2 separate regions of the Mus musculus genome follow, and region 2 is linked to region 1. A link is a contact called in public promoter capture Hi-C data. All regions are on one chromosome and are shown on one strand. The core of a region is the stretch at or near the end of the contact, and the rest is flanking DNA. Distances in the headings are between cores, read along the strand shown. Region 1 overlaps Prkce (protein kinase C, epsilon). Region 2 has its middle 37 kb from the start of Socs5.

The links. Promoter capture Hi-C pulls out the DNA fragments that hold promoters and counts their contacts.
Region 2: a contact with region 1 is called in a promoter capture Hi-C map of liver, with 2.6 times the contacts expected there. The contact joins two enhancer-like sites. A contact is called at or near these places in 2 of 39 promoter capture datasets (hippocampal neurons and liver) and 1 of 9 other capture datasets (adipose tissue).

Annotation. Positions count from the first base shown.
Region 1 is chr17:86,493,177-86,500,422 of GRCm38.p6, reverse strand. Prkce (protein kinase C, epsilon) reads right to left here. Exons shown (of 15, transcript NM_011104.3): 9 at 7,003-7,202; 10 at 4,312-4,485. Among named protein-coding and RNA genes, the nearest start is that of Gm30284, 52 kb to the right of the region's middle. Within about 2 kb of position 3,847, at least 20 of the 459 cell types and tissues checked have an H3K27ac peak or open chromatin away from gene starts, as enhancers often do. A contact at or near this core is called in liver, where this site is marked.
Region 2 is chr17:87,141,492-87,147,773 of GRCm38.p6, reverse strand. No RefSeq gene overlaps it. Among named protein-coding and RNA genes, the nearest start is that of Socs5, 37 kb to the right of the region's middle. Within about 2 kb of position 4,338, at least 67 of the 459 cell types and tissues checked have an H3K27ac peak or open chromatin away from gene starts, as enhancers often do. A contact at or near this core is called in liver, where this site is marked.

The DNA.
Region 1 (7,246 bases), core at 2,598-5,097:
GAGTCTTCTCCTGGCAAGTGTGTACCACAGAGTCCCTGAGGGCTGCTAATCCAAACCAACTAGAGGTGTGGAATATCTCAGGCTTTTGTTTTCCAGAAACAGCCAGAAAATGGGCCAAAAGCCCTCCAACTCCTCCCAGGCCCTTGGACCTCCAGCATCATGTGGTCTAGCAGGACCATGGCCTACCCCTCAGGTTGCTTTCTCTGCTCTCTCAGACTTGCCTGATTATTCATTAGATTTGCCATCTCTCTGCTGATCATCTTGCTTTCCCATTTTTTTCTTTAGGGTTTACTGTTCTGCTAAAAGTCAAAACAAACATTAGAGTTCCTTGAAACTACAAATTCTCTCCTATGTTGTCAACACTTGCTCTGGGAAGCTCTCCCCATGCCCACAGAGATGATTAAGTCACATTCGAAAAACATCTCCAGTTGCTTTTTAAGGATTTTCCATGCTGCCCGTTCCCCAGGGCTGGAGGGAGACTGGCCAGCGGAGATCCTGTAGAAGCTCAGCCCCGCTTCCCCAGTTTCCTTCACAGCAAAGTCCTCCTGGATTTGGCTTCCCAGGCCTGGCAGGAAATGCCAGAGGGTGGGGGACGGGTACAGTGTGCACAACTGCAAGTTTTAAAGAGGCAATGCCACGGGTGAAACCGGCCAGGTCAGGTTTTGTGGGATCCAGTTGGAAAGGATGGATTTGTAATGGCAGTGATAAAGTACAAACACACGAAATCTCAAAGGGCTTGGGATTTTTAATTTTCTGTTAACCACAAAATCAAAATAAATCTACCTCCTGGGAGCTCTCTGAGCGCCAGCAGCCAATGAAACAGGCAGAGTCCGTAAAAGCAGCTCCTGCACGGGGCTCTAGCCTGGAGCAGGAGGGCCATGCCTTTGAGAGCCGAGCGGGGCACCACAGCCCCCTAAAGAGGGTCCCAGCGCTGCCATGTCCCTTTCTCTCAGCAAGAATTTGTTTTGCTTATTTTCTCAGTATGCACCCCCCCCCCCCCTTCTCCTCTTTCTCGTGTCATCTGTCCACAGAGAAACAGGAAACAGGAGCTGTGAAGTCTAGTGTGGGAGAATGCCAAATGAAATCTAGAAAGAACTTCGGAGCCATCTCTAGGTGCCCGCCTTCCTCCCAATGCTAACCCTATCTCAAAGGCCAGCTCTGTAGCTTCCCTCGCCCGATTCAGGTTCTCTAGAAGCTAAAAAACACAGCAGGGTCTCAAGTCTAGCACAAGGTCAGAATCTGATGGGTATGTATGTATTTGTGGTTTGATTGACTGGCCTATCTGATCATTCTCATTAGCGCTGGGTTCTGGGATCATTTCACTTGTTTCTTATCTTCCAGAGTCTGCGGAAGAAGACTACAGCACATCACCAAGGACAGAACAGCTTAGAAGAGAGAAACCTTAAGTCCTTATTTGAATTTAGCTTGGTCCTTCAGCAGGCTGCTGCTGGCAAACTTAACTGGGCCATTATGGTTGTTACCAATGGCTCTGCATGGCCATCCTTGCTGGATGCCAGAAAAGGCACAGGACCTTACTTTACCCTCTCCCAAGCTCTCCCAGCCAACCTGTACATGGCACCCAGTTTAAAGTTCTGCATAATCGACCAGGACGCTCTCAAGGCAGCTTCCAGAAGAGCTATTCCTCCCTGTATACTAAAACCTGAGTCTGTTAGTGACTTTTCTAATTGCTGTAACTAGACAGCATGACCAAGGCAACCTAAGAACAAAGAGTTTCTTTGTACTTATGGTTCCAGAGGGGTGGAGTCCATGATGGTGTAGCAAAGACATGGCGGTGGAAGCAACAAGCTGAGGGCTCAGCTCTTGAGCAGCATGCAAAAAGCAAAGAGAGCACATTAGGAATGGTGGGAAGCATCTGAAGTCCAAAGCCCACTCCCAGTGACACAGTTCCCCCAACAAAGCTGCATCTCTTGAGTCTCCTCAAACACTGCCACCAACTGGAGGCCAACATTCAAGTAGCTGAGCCCGGAGGGGTCCTGCTCATTCAAACCACCACACTGGGGCTCAGCCCAAACCAACTTCACACCCACTGTTGCTTTGCCCGTTCTAATGAAGGATGAGGCAAAAATCTTAATAGGATTGAAACAGATATTTGTGGGTTTGAATCATATATGAAAATCTCAGTCAAAACCACAACAGTATGGTGGCTGAGGAATGGTACTTTTTCAGGAAAAACAACATCCAAGCAAGGTTGAAAACTGAGCACGGATTGAGGCTGTCCTTTCTGCTTCCACTCCATCTCACCCTTCAAAAGCACCGCTGCCCCGCTAGACCTGAGAGCAGCAGCTCCCAGCTCTTCTTGGTGTGAATGCCACGGAAACACTAAGGATTTCTTAGTGCTAATTTACTGCAGATGTTAGTATGAGCCCCAAGTCCTGACCCCAGTCACCCAGTCATCCTTCCTCAGGCAAATCTGTGTCCCGCTGATAACCCCACACCCAGCACCTACTTCAAGGCAGGCATGAGATTCTAAGTTCAATTCCCAATACCCACCACACACGCGCGCGCACACACACACACAACTGTTGGTTCTCTGAAACAATTTTTTCAATGATACAAAGAAAAAAGTAGACTAAGTGGTTTTGTTGTTATTGCTTTTAAGACAAAACTTAAAACTACTGAATGTAAGCCCATGTGAAAAGAACCACAGACAATAAAGACATATCACACCTGATACTTTTCTCTTTGATCTTGAATTAAGTTCTAAATGAGTTAGATATGGTGGCTCGTGCCTATAATGCCAGGACTTAATAGGTGGAGGCAGGACTGTCCCGAGTTCCAGGCTAGTAATGAACTGAACTTCAGAATGGGGCCCCATCTCAAAACCAAAACCACAGTAGCCAAGCTGTAGTGGGAGAACAACGCCAAACCCATCTCTGCACTTGTTCTGCCACACTGGACTCTGCATTTGTACACAAACATGAACTCACACTAATCTGTTTGGTGTTACACAACACAAGTTTGAAAGAGAAATGACTTAGCCACCAATCTGAGGCTTCTCAGAAAAGAAACAGATTTTTATGAAGCAGGGTCTCTGAGGACAGTTTCATAGAGAAAGCAACCCTGGTGTTCCTGAAAAATAAGCCGCAGAGTGGCCAGGCCCTTTCAGGTGGTTCTCATTTCTGATGCCATCAGAAGGAGAGGAAAACTTTCCTAGATCAGTGTTGCTTACTGATGTCATGCGTGGGTTGATGGGGGAGAGTCGGGACCAAAATAATTGGGCAACTGTGGATTAAACTAAGGTAATCTTTCTTGGTACGCTGCAGGACTCTTCCGGGACTCCAGTGAGCTAATGTGACCTGAGACTACTGGATGGGAGCTCAGGCCACAGAGTCTCCCATTCCTAAAGCTCCTCAGACAAGCAGGGTTCTCAGAAACTGCCTCAGGGGTAAGGGTGGGGGCTGGAGCAAAGAGGCTGTCAAGTTTCTGATGGCAGGAACGGGGTCTTGTTCACCAGGACCTAGCATATAGAACACATGTATGCGTGTGCACATGCGCACACACATACACACACATACACACACACACACACACACACACACACACACACACACACACACACGAGCACCTACATACATGTCACCCTTCACTGTCTAGGACCCAGTCTGGATTGCCTTCTAAAGCACACAAATACTACAGATTCACAATGCATCCTAGAAGACTTTCTCCCATACGCATTTCCAAAAAGGAAAATAAAATAAGAATTTTTATGAAGAACATGTGCTGTTTCTGTAAGAATAATACCAAATCAGATGGGTGTGGGTGTGTGCTACAATGTCCATACACACACTCATCCTTTACTGCCACCTGCTGGCAGCCAGGTAACTTTTATATGGTTGGATTTCACTGTGGAATTCCAAGCATTTGTTTAGATTCAACATCTCCTATGACATCACACAAGGTAGAAGGATGAAGGTAGCTTTTGCTTTTTTTTTTTTTCTTCTTTTGAGCTGAAGCAGCCTAGAAGCAATCTTACTGTTGATTGAAAAGAGCTGGAACCGGGTTTACACCGCATCTGTTGGTTTTTCCAATGAGTCAACACTGGGGTTGACCATTTGGCTTTGAGTTGCCACAATCTGAAAGTGCACTATCGATCTTTCATCCCTGCACAGACACACATATGGTGTTCAATCGAACGCCTATCTCTGCAAGGGTAAAATCCACTCCACCACACTAAGTCTTGGAGAGAGGTACGCAGACGGTCAAAAGTGGTTTCTGATAGCTTAGATTCTGTGTGTTAGATGCCACGATACTACCCAAGAGGTCAGCTGGCCAGCCCCTTCTTAAGCATACCTTGGTCTGGAAGCAGCAATAGAGTTGGGTTAGATAAGGGTGTTTCCGAGCCAGAGCCAAAATCCTCTTCTCTGTCATTGTGCAGTCCACATCATCGTCTTGTAGGATAACGTCCTTCTTCAAGACCTTCACAGCGTAGACTTCATCTTTGCCTTTGAGTTCCGCCAACATGACCTGCAACCAGTTTTAACACATCTGGTCAGTCTTCACACCCACAGAACCAAATGATGTCAAATATCTAAGTGTCAATTGTTTCTTTCTTTCATTTTTAATGAAGATGTTTAGGAAGCTAACATTTTAAACGTTTAGGGAAACTACCTAAGGGGTTTTTTTTTTTTAAATCTCTGGCACAGTGCTCAGGTAAGAGAAGTTTAATGCACAGGGGCTAATTATTCATATCTTCATCTCCACTAGTGATACTGTAATTATCAGAGAACAAATGTAGCGTGCTTCCTATCTCTCCCTTGTATCTTTCTCTTCTCGCCTTTTCCCTCTTTCTTCATTTCTTTTGACAGTTCCCACTATGTAGCCCATGTTGGTCTTGAACTCATGACACTTCTGTTTCATCCAAATGCTAAAATATTAGGTGTGCCCCACCATACCACACACACATACAGACTTTCAGAAGAAGCAATATGTTATATGTATTTTCCTATAAAGTCTTCATCTCTATCATGATTGCTGGTACTCAGTTCAAAGTAAATACACTATAATTGATTCTGCTATCTCCTTCATATTAGAAACAAGTTATACCCAATTAAGTTCTATATAAGTTGCGCTGAGTGCTTTTGGACACAATTTAAAATTTTGTTTGGCATTATATCCTTGAAATAGATAGTTTTAGAACTAAAGGGTTGAACATTTTACACACTTCCCGATTTTTAAAAAAAGACTTGTTTATTTACTTATATAAGTACATGTCTTCAGACACACCAGGAGAGGGCATCGGATCCCATTACAGATGGTTGTGAGCCACCACGTGGTTGCTCAGGACCTCTAGAAGAGCAGACAGTGCCCCTAACTGCTGAGCCATCTCTGCAGCCCACATTTCCTGGTTTTTAAGAGGGCTACTTCAGAGAATAGCGTCTCTGAGCATGGGGCCGCTTTCACCTTCCCCTTCTGTTGGCTTGCTTCCTCTTCCTTGACAAACGGGAGACATTACCCTGACTCTGCTTTCAACTTGCAGTCTACCTTCCTGGGAGATTTATTTTCCAGTCGATTCTCTTTGTGGGAGAGTTTTCTCCTCTGTCTAGTTATTTGGGGTTGTTACTTCTAAGTCGGTACACATAAGAGACATAAAGACAAACCTCTTGCTCTCCGCACTGGCCCTCCCTTGCCTGCTTCATGACAAGCTGCTGCTATCTTTTCTTACTGAACATAACCTCTTTATCTGTGTGTACTTAATCGTGCCCTGTGTTTGCCTTTACAGTTTTATCCACAGTGCTGCAGGTAAAGACACAATTCCTTCCCCTGAGGGCTTATGGGGAGTCTGTTTTCTTGGCATTTGCCTATCAGTTGGCGTTTTCATTTATCTCCAAATAGTTGCAGGTCATTCTCCTTCCTGGGAACTTTGAAGAATGCTATTCCAATGTTGCCGTCAAAGTAAACCGAACATAACCCAAGGAACTTGAGAGGGTGCGGATTCTGTCACCTACAAAATACAGCCTATGTAAAACGGGCTCCAAGCTGCTTGCGATGGTGTGATTTTGCCTAAGAAGCCAGCTAAGCGCTCAGAGTCTTCAGGACCCCTATCCTGTCTACCTTACGTGCAGACCTGGGAGTTCTGAGCATGCTCAGTTCCCTAGAATCCTGCTCAGATTCAGACCTAGCCCTGCTCATAGCCTAAGCCAGAGCCACACGTAAACCAGAGGCCTGGGGTCTGTTTCTTATTAAGCTAGTTTTTAAAGAATGTGATCGATTCAGCAGTTGCCATCTGAGGAAATTTCAGTAACCTCCCTGCCAGGTGATCTCGGGACAGATAGGGCAGGTGAGTGCCTGCAGAGGCAGGCCCTGTGCCTGAGGGCTTCACGGAGCCTTCCCTCAGAATGGCCTTGGAATGGTGAATTAGGCCTTTCACTCCTGGCTGCTTCCCAGAGCCCAGCACAAATGAGAGAACCTAACTGCTACACCAGGCACGGTATTAAGACAGACAAGGAGACAGATAGACAGATATCTGAAATGCCCCTCATTTTTCTGGGCTCTTTGCATTTTGCCAGGACCATCACTGGTGGGCACAGCCCCACAAGGCATAGAGTGCAGCAGAGATCTGGGGGAAATGCCCTCAAGGGCAAAGGCCCGGATCCACTACACAATTATCCAGCTCTCCTCTCACGTGGAGAAGAAGAGCAGAATGGTTAGCAAGCACCAGGAAAATCAGTTAAGGACATTCAGCTTCCAGAGTCCTACACAGCAAGGTTTGCTCTGAACCTGGAGTCCACCAAGGACAGACGCTCAGAGCTCATGCTTAAGGTTTTCCTACTGAGAAAGCGGGATTTCACATGGCTCTCTGCACAAAGGAAGAAATGTGCACATGGAGTTGACAGTTGGGAAGAAGGGACATGCTAACACATGAAACTGCTCAGTGTGGTCCCTCCCTCCCTCCCTCCCTCCCTCCCTCCCTCCCTCCCTCTTTGCCTCTTTTCCCCATTTGATAAGTGAGAACTACTGAATCCTACGGTGATGCCCACAGACCTTGCCAAAGCTGCCTTTGCCCAACACCTTGATGAAGTTGAACTCATCCAGCCCCAAGCGCTTGGCCTGGCCTGGCCGGACTTCCCCGTTCTCTCCGGGGCTTGCCAGCTGGCCATCGGTGGCCGACGACGCTCGGTGCTCCTCTCCTCGGTTGTCAAATGACAAGGCCTTCCGAATGTTGTTTTCAAGTTCTTTTAGTTCTAGGGCCAAAGGTAAAAAGGAACTGGATTAGGACACACCTCAT
Region 2 (6,282 bases), core at 3,089-5,588, 650 kb before region 1:
CAGCCCGGGATAAAGCAAGTCCCAGATCCAGGCATGGTGGTACACCCTTTTAATCTGGGCCACACCTTCTCCTGGAGACCTACATAAGGACATTGGAAGAAGAAAGGTTCCCTCTTCTACACCTGCTTGCCTTTGGGCCTGAGCAACTGCTAGATCCTTGGACTTCATTCACAGCTGCTGCTGACCATTGTTGGGGAGTTGGACTGCAGACTGTAAGTCATCAACAAATTCCCTTACTATATAGAGACTACCCATAAGTTCTGTGACTCTAGAGAACCCTGACTAATACACAGTGTTTTTTAGGATATTTATTTATTTATTTATTTAAGAAGGCATCTTACTGTGTTGTCCCAGCTAGCCTGGAACTCTCTGTGTAGACAGGCTGGTCTCGAACTCCTACAGCTGCACCTGCCTCCTGAGTGCTGGACCTCATTTTAACATGTGCAGAATTCATATAAAACATCTGTTGATCCTGAACTACAATGGGTGACTCCAAGAAGCACTTGTGGGGTTGTGCAAGTTACAAGCTGAACCAACCACCATTTAGTGGTGCACCATTTTATCTGGAGGAATTGGTATAGAACTATGGTAGGTATTTACTGAGTGTCTGGAATTTATTCTTAATAATGAAACTTAAGGGTAACTACAAATAGCACTGGTTGATGATGATAAAATTTTTGTGTTTTTAAGCCAAAAATATATTTGTTTAAAAATCCTTCCTCTAAAATTGTGTCTCAATATTTAAGGCCAGTAGTTATTGGTGTTGTCAAATGGGACTTTTTATGTTGTCTACTGAAAATGAGCACAAATCAGAAGTACTTTCTAGCTCAGTGAACCAGTAGCTTCCGAATGATAGAAGTATGAGCCTAGAAAAATGCATTCAAAGTGCAAGACTGATCACCGGCTTCTCTACTGTCCTGTGTTCTGATTGGTCCCACCACTGTCCTGCATTCTGATTGGCCCTTCACACGGCCTCAGATCTGACTTTGTACCAACCCTTAAGAAATAATTGTTTGCCAAATTTTGTTCTAGCATCAACAGAGCATATCGTCGTAACTATTTGAAAAACCTATTAAAATACATATCTCCTCTTCCAACTATACTTCTACGTGGAGCCAAGTTTTCTTCATATTTTTAAGCAAGGGAAAACACTGGAGCAGACTGAGCAGAAAGACAGAGAAATTCCCAGCTGTCTTCTATTAAGGCAGATGCTAGGGAGCCGGGCAGCAATGAGAACAGTGCTGCTCTTCTTGCTGCCTTAGCCTTAAAGAGCCCTCCCTCACCCAAATGTTACCCATGTTGTGCTTATCTTTTCGTAAACAATAAATATGTTTTCTGCTTTACATTTTCTTTTCCAATATAGTACATATTGAAATATTGATAGATAAATCTTCAAGTTTGGGGAATCATCAACTATAGTATAGACTGTCAATGGGTCTTTAGATTTTAAGAAATGCTGTCCTGAATGGTTGAGACCCTGTAAATGTTGGGAAATGGGCTCAAGTGACCTGACATATGGGCATCCTCTAGAAGACAGGAATTCTAACTTCAGCAGGAGACAAGGGGAAACAGACTGTTGTCCTTCACTCCTCTTGGTACAACTGGAGGGGATCTGTGTTCCATCCGATAGGTGACTGTGAGCATCCACTTCTGTGTTTGCCAGGCACTGTCATAGCCTCACAAGAGATAGTTTATCAGGGTCCCTAATGAAGAAGCTAGAGAAAGTATCCAAGGAGCTAAAGGGGTCTGCAACCCTATAGGAGGATCAACAATATGAACTAACCAGTACCTCCAAGAACTACGTATCTAGTTGCATATGTAGCAGAGGATGGCCTAGTTGGCCATCAAAGGGAAGAGAGGCCCCTTGGTCTTGCGAAGATCATATGCCCCAGTACAGGGAAATGCCAGGGCTAGGCATTGGGAGTGTGTGGGTTGGGGAGCAGGGCGGGGGGAGAATATAGGAGACTTTCGGGATAGCATTTGAAATGTAAATGAAGAAAATATCTAATTAAAAAAAAGACAAAACAACAACAACAAAAAAATTGAAGGGGATCAAGCAGAGGACTGACCAGGACTGGACACAGCAACTCTCTGGTGAGAATGGTAAGGTACTTTTCTGAGATGCAGGGTTAGGAGATCCCAAATGCATATGTCAAAAAACAACAAAAAACAAAAAACAAAAAAACAAAAACAAAACAAAAAACAAACAAACAAACAACCCCAGACTTTAGCACAGCTATTCAAAAATTTCAAACTGTATGTTTGGAATCATTATATTCTTTTGTCAAAGCAGAAAAAACAAAAAAACAAACAAACAAACAAAAAACCCATGGGATTTAAAAAATCAACTGAGTTTTTACATCTTAAAGAAGTAAAGCCCCCCACAGACCAGATGAGCGTTAAAGAAACGAGTGTTCCTTCATCCACCCCTCTCCTTAAGGTCTCTGGTTTATGTGTGTGGTGGTTTGAATGAAAATGGCCCCATAGGTCCATAGGAAGTGTCACTATTAGGTGTGGCCTTGTTGGAGGAGGTGTGTCACTGGGGACTGGCTTTGAGGTCTCAGATGCTCAAGCCAGGCCCAGTGTCACTCTCTCTTCCCGCTGTCTGTGGAACCAGATGTAGAACTGTCAGCTCTTTCTCTAGCAAACATGTCACCCTGCATGCTGCCATGCTTCCCGCCATGGTGATAATGGACTGAACCTCTTAACTGTAAGCCAGCCCCAATTAAATGCTTTCTTTTGTAAGAGTTGCCATGGTCATGGTGACTCTTCCCAGCAGCAGAGCCCCCCCCCCCCCCACTAAGACAGGATGTGAGCGCAGCATTAGCTAATTCTCTTCTCTCTTCCCTCTCTTCTCTCGTCATCTCCCCAGCACTGCCTCTTACAGCTCACACCAGTTTCTTCTCACTCACTGTTTAACTGAAGTGGCCTATCATTCCTCATCCTCCTGCCTCCATTTCCCTAGTGCTGGGATTAAAACTGTGTGTCATTTGCCCAGCTTATGCAAGGGTAGGAATCAAATGCATGCTGGGTAAGCACTCTACCAATCCGCTCCTATCCCCAGCCCAGCATCAGCCGTCTTGAGTTGGAAGAGCCATCCAGTGATTTATGGTGGGATTAAGTTTTGCCTCTAAGGATGTTGAGTGGGGTGGCTTGGAGTTTCTTTCTTGTTGACTGTGGCTGGAGATGAAAGCGGTGTCGACCCCCACTGATGTGCTTGTACCCTCTTATGGTGAAGGCCTGAACACAGGTCAACAGCAGCTGACCTCAGAGAAGACTATGGGACCACAGGCATCGCCACATCTCTACCAGGATGTCAAAGCTTGAATCTACAACCCTGCCTCTATTGATTCCCAAGACAAATTCTTTTACCTGATGGAAAACTAAAACATTTTATGAGCATTAAAATCAATAGAATTACAGCGTGCTTTATTCTACCCGTGTCCTAGTAATTTTCTAAGCAAGAACTTTTATGAAATTTTTTTTCCACAAAGCTCAGAGGTAATGTATCAACATTCTGACTATGTCCTTTTATAAAACCCCATATTGAACAAACAGTCTTTCAATTAGAACTACGGGTTCAATTTATCTTTTAGTGGAGCCTTTCGTAGAGAAAGGAAGACTGGCCTTGCACTTAGGCGCTCTGGATTCCTGTGTGTAGATGGGTACAAGGACACTGAGAACAGCCACCCATGCCAGGCACTGTGCTATGCACATCTCCAAGATTATTTGGTTTCATATTTCCACACCTCCGTGTTAAGCAGGTGAGAAATCAGGCCCTGTCGGGAATGAGAAACCCACCGATGAACAGCAGCCAAGCCGGGGCACAGCCCACTCAGGCTGACAATAATCCACAAGTATGGAACACTGTTAACATGCTTGGAAGAAAATTGTTCTTTCCCACCACAATCAGTAAGGAGTAGGAGGTAGCTCCCCAGTAGAACCCTTGCTTCATACGCACACGGTCTGGCTTTGATTCCCAGCACCACAAATTGCTATGAATAAACTGCTCTGACGTACGAGCGGATACTGAATTATTCTATCTCCATGTGCCACAGAATTCTAAAAATCAATAATGGTGCTGTATTCCCTCCTCTGATGAAACTTCCAAATATGGCTCTGTGAGGTTTTTATTTGATTAGTGACAGGAAGAAACAAAGGTCAAAAAAGCCTAAGACCATACACGTGTGGCAGGCTCCCCTCAGCCTCTAAGACCCTTCGTGTGGCAGGCGCCCCCTCAGCCTCGGTCCCTAATCACTCTCATGTCCCACCTCCCAGGGAGCGCATCAATACACAGATGATTGCTGGCTCGAGGGCATTGCTCTTCGTTAAAAGTTAAACAGCATCCAGTATCGTATGACTTAAGACCCGGATTTCAGTTGGACGGCTCTGCGTACACGAGGCCTCTCTTCAGTATTCGTTTGCTGTGTACCTTCTCCTTGAATTTCCTCATTCTCTATACAGCCACGAAGTTCCTTATCTCTTGTGTGGTTTTCAAAGCTACCTAGAGTGGCAACTTCCTGTCCACAAGGCAGGGAACAAACGCCCATTTCTATGGCTCATTCACTGAGTCTCTTCACTCTTATGGAAGGGCAATTTACACCTGTCCTGTCCTGCAGAGGGCAAATTCAATGAATTGTGAGACTGTAATCGCAAACCATTTAAAACCCCACTGCTCCTCAAGTAGTTTTCAATTTCCAAAATACTACTCTTTCATGTTCCACCGAAGTTCCTATGTGGTTTCAAGTCATTAGCATAGAAGAAATTATTTCCATTTTCTGTATTTGTCAAATCATATGCATGCCTACGTAGACATCTGTTTTTTTTTGTACTGGAATTCATGAGAAGTTACCCACAGAACTTTAGGAAAGTAACATGGATGCTTAAAAAAAAAAATCTCTGACCTTATGAAAGAAAAGTATTATTTGAATGCAATGTTGGCAAGCAAGGCTGGAGAAGCCACGGCCAAAAATGATAACAACAGAGCTTGGTCCATTTGCTGGCATACTCCATGAGACCCACACTCGGAAGAGCCAGGCAGAAAAACACATCCGCATTCTTCACACAAAACCAACACCTGAGCGACTTCCCAAACCCTGGATAGAATCGGGGTTGGTTGGTATTAGCTGTCAGACAGGAACGGGTTATCTGGAAGGGGGCGGGGCGAGGACAGGGGGAGGGGCGGGGGCTCTGGGTTTATATTTGAGAGACCATCTTGACTGTGGGCAGGAACACTCCCAGTGGGAACCCTGGACTGCAGGAAATGGAGCCAGTGAGCTGCGCACCAGCATCTGTCCTGCTCCTCTGGCTGTAGGGGTGACGTCACCGCGGACTTGGAAGTGGGAGCTAAAACAAACCCTTCTGTCCTAAGTCAGGTCATTTTATCAACAGAAGCAGGGAAAGAAACCAAGAATCATCTTATTTCCAAAGAAATTCTGACTCTGACTTAAAAAGAAAATCTAGTTGCCGTTTTACTGCCGACAGTGGTCTATTTCACCTTCCCATAAAGGCTCCCTGCAGGACTCACTTCTGAGTTCCGTGACAGCTGTTACGCAAACACCGAATTCTAGAAAACAATTTGAGACTTTTGGCTCTTTATCAAGAAAGAAATTGCTAAAAAGCAGAGACAGTATTTTAGTGGCACAATTTATGAATTCTCAAAGTTGGAACTACTCAGCCAGACATTTCACTAGTCTCTTGGTGTATTAAAATTCAACACTGTCTCAATTACACTTAAGGGCACAAAATATTTGTAAGATAATGAAACTAAAAGTATTACGATTCAACTGTTTTTAAAATGTCGTAGTTTTAAGACAAGCACAAATAAAATAATTTATCATGTATTGAAAGAGAATCAGGGTAAAAGTTAGGTTTAAGTGCATAACTGCACCCATTTTATGAAGATGGAAAAACACAAAACCATTTAGTGTATGACAGATTTTCACCGTTATAGGACAAAAAGAGATTGTGTGGTGACAATGCACCAGGCACCAAGCACAGCTTGTGCTGTATCAGGCCCGAGAACAGCTCCCTCCCACCCAGGATTTCTGCTCCAGGAGCCCAACCTACACCACCTCCTGTGGCAAGTGGGGTCCCTGGTGTTCCTAGGCCACTGGGGAAGTTCCTGCACCCAGCCTCACAGAGGAAAACGAACATGTCTACCCCACTAAGACCTAGGCCTTCCCTGAACACTGTAAATGCCCCTGATGAAAGAAGAAAGGTAATTTGAGCAAAAGAGAGATGCTCAGCCAGTAAAATACTCTAGATTCGGAAGTCCAAGCA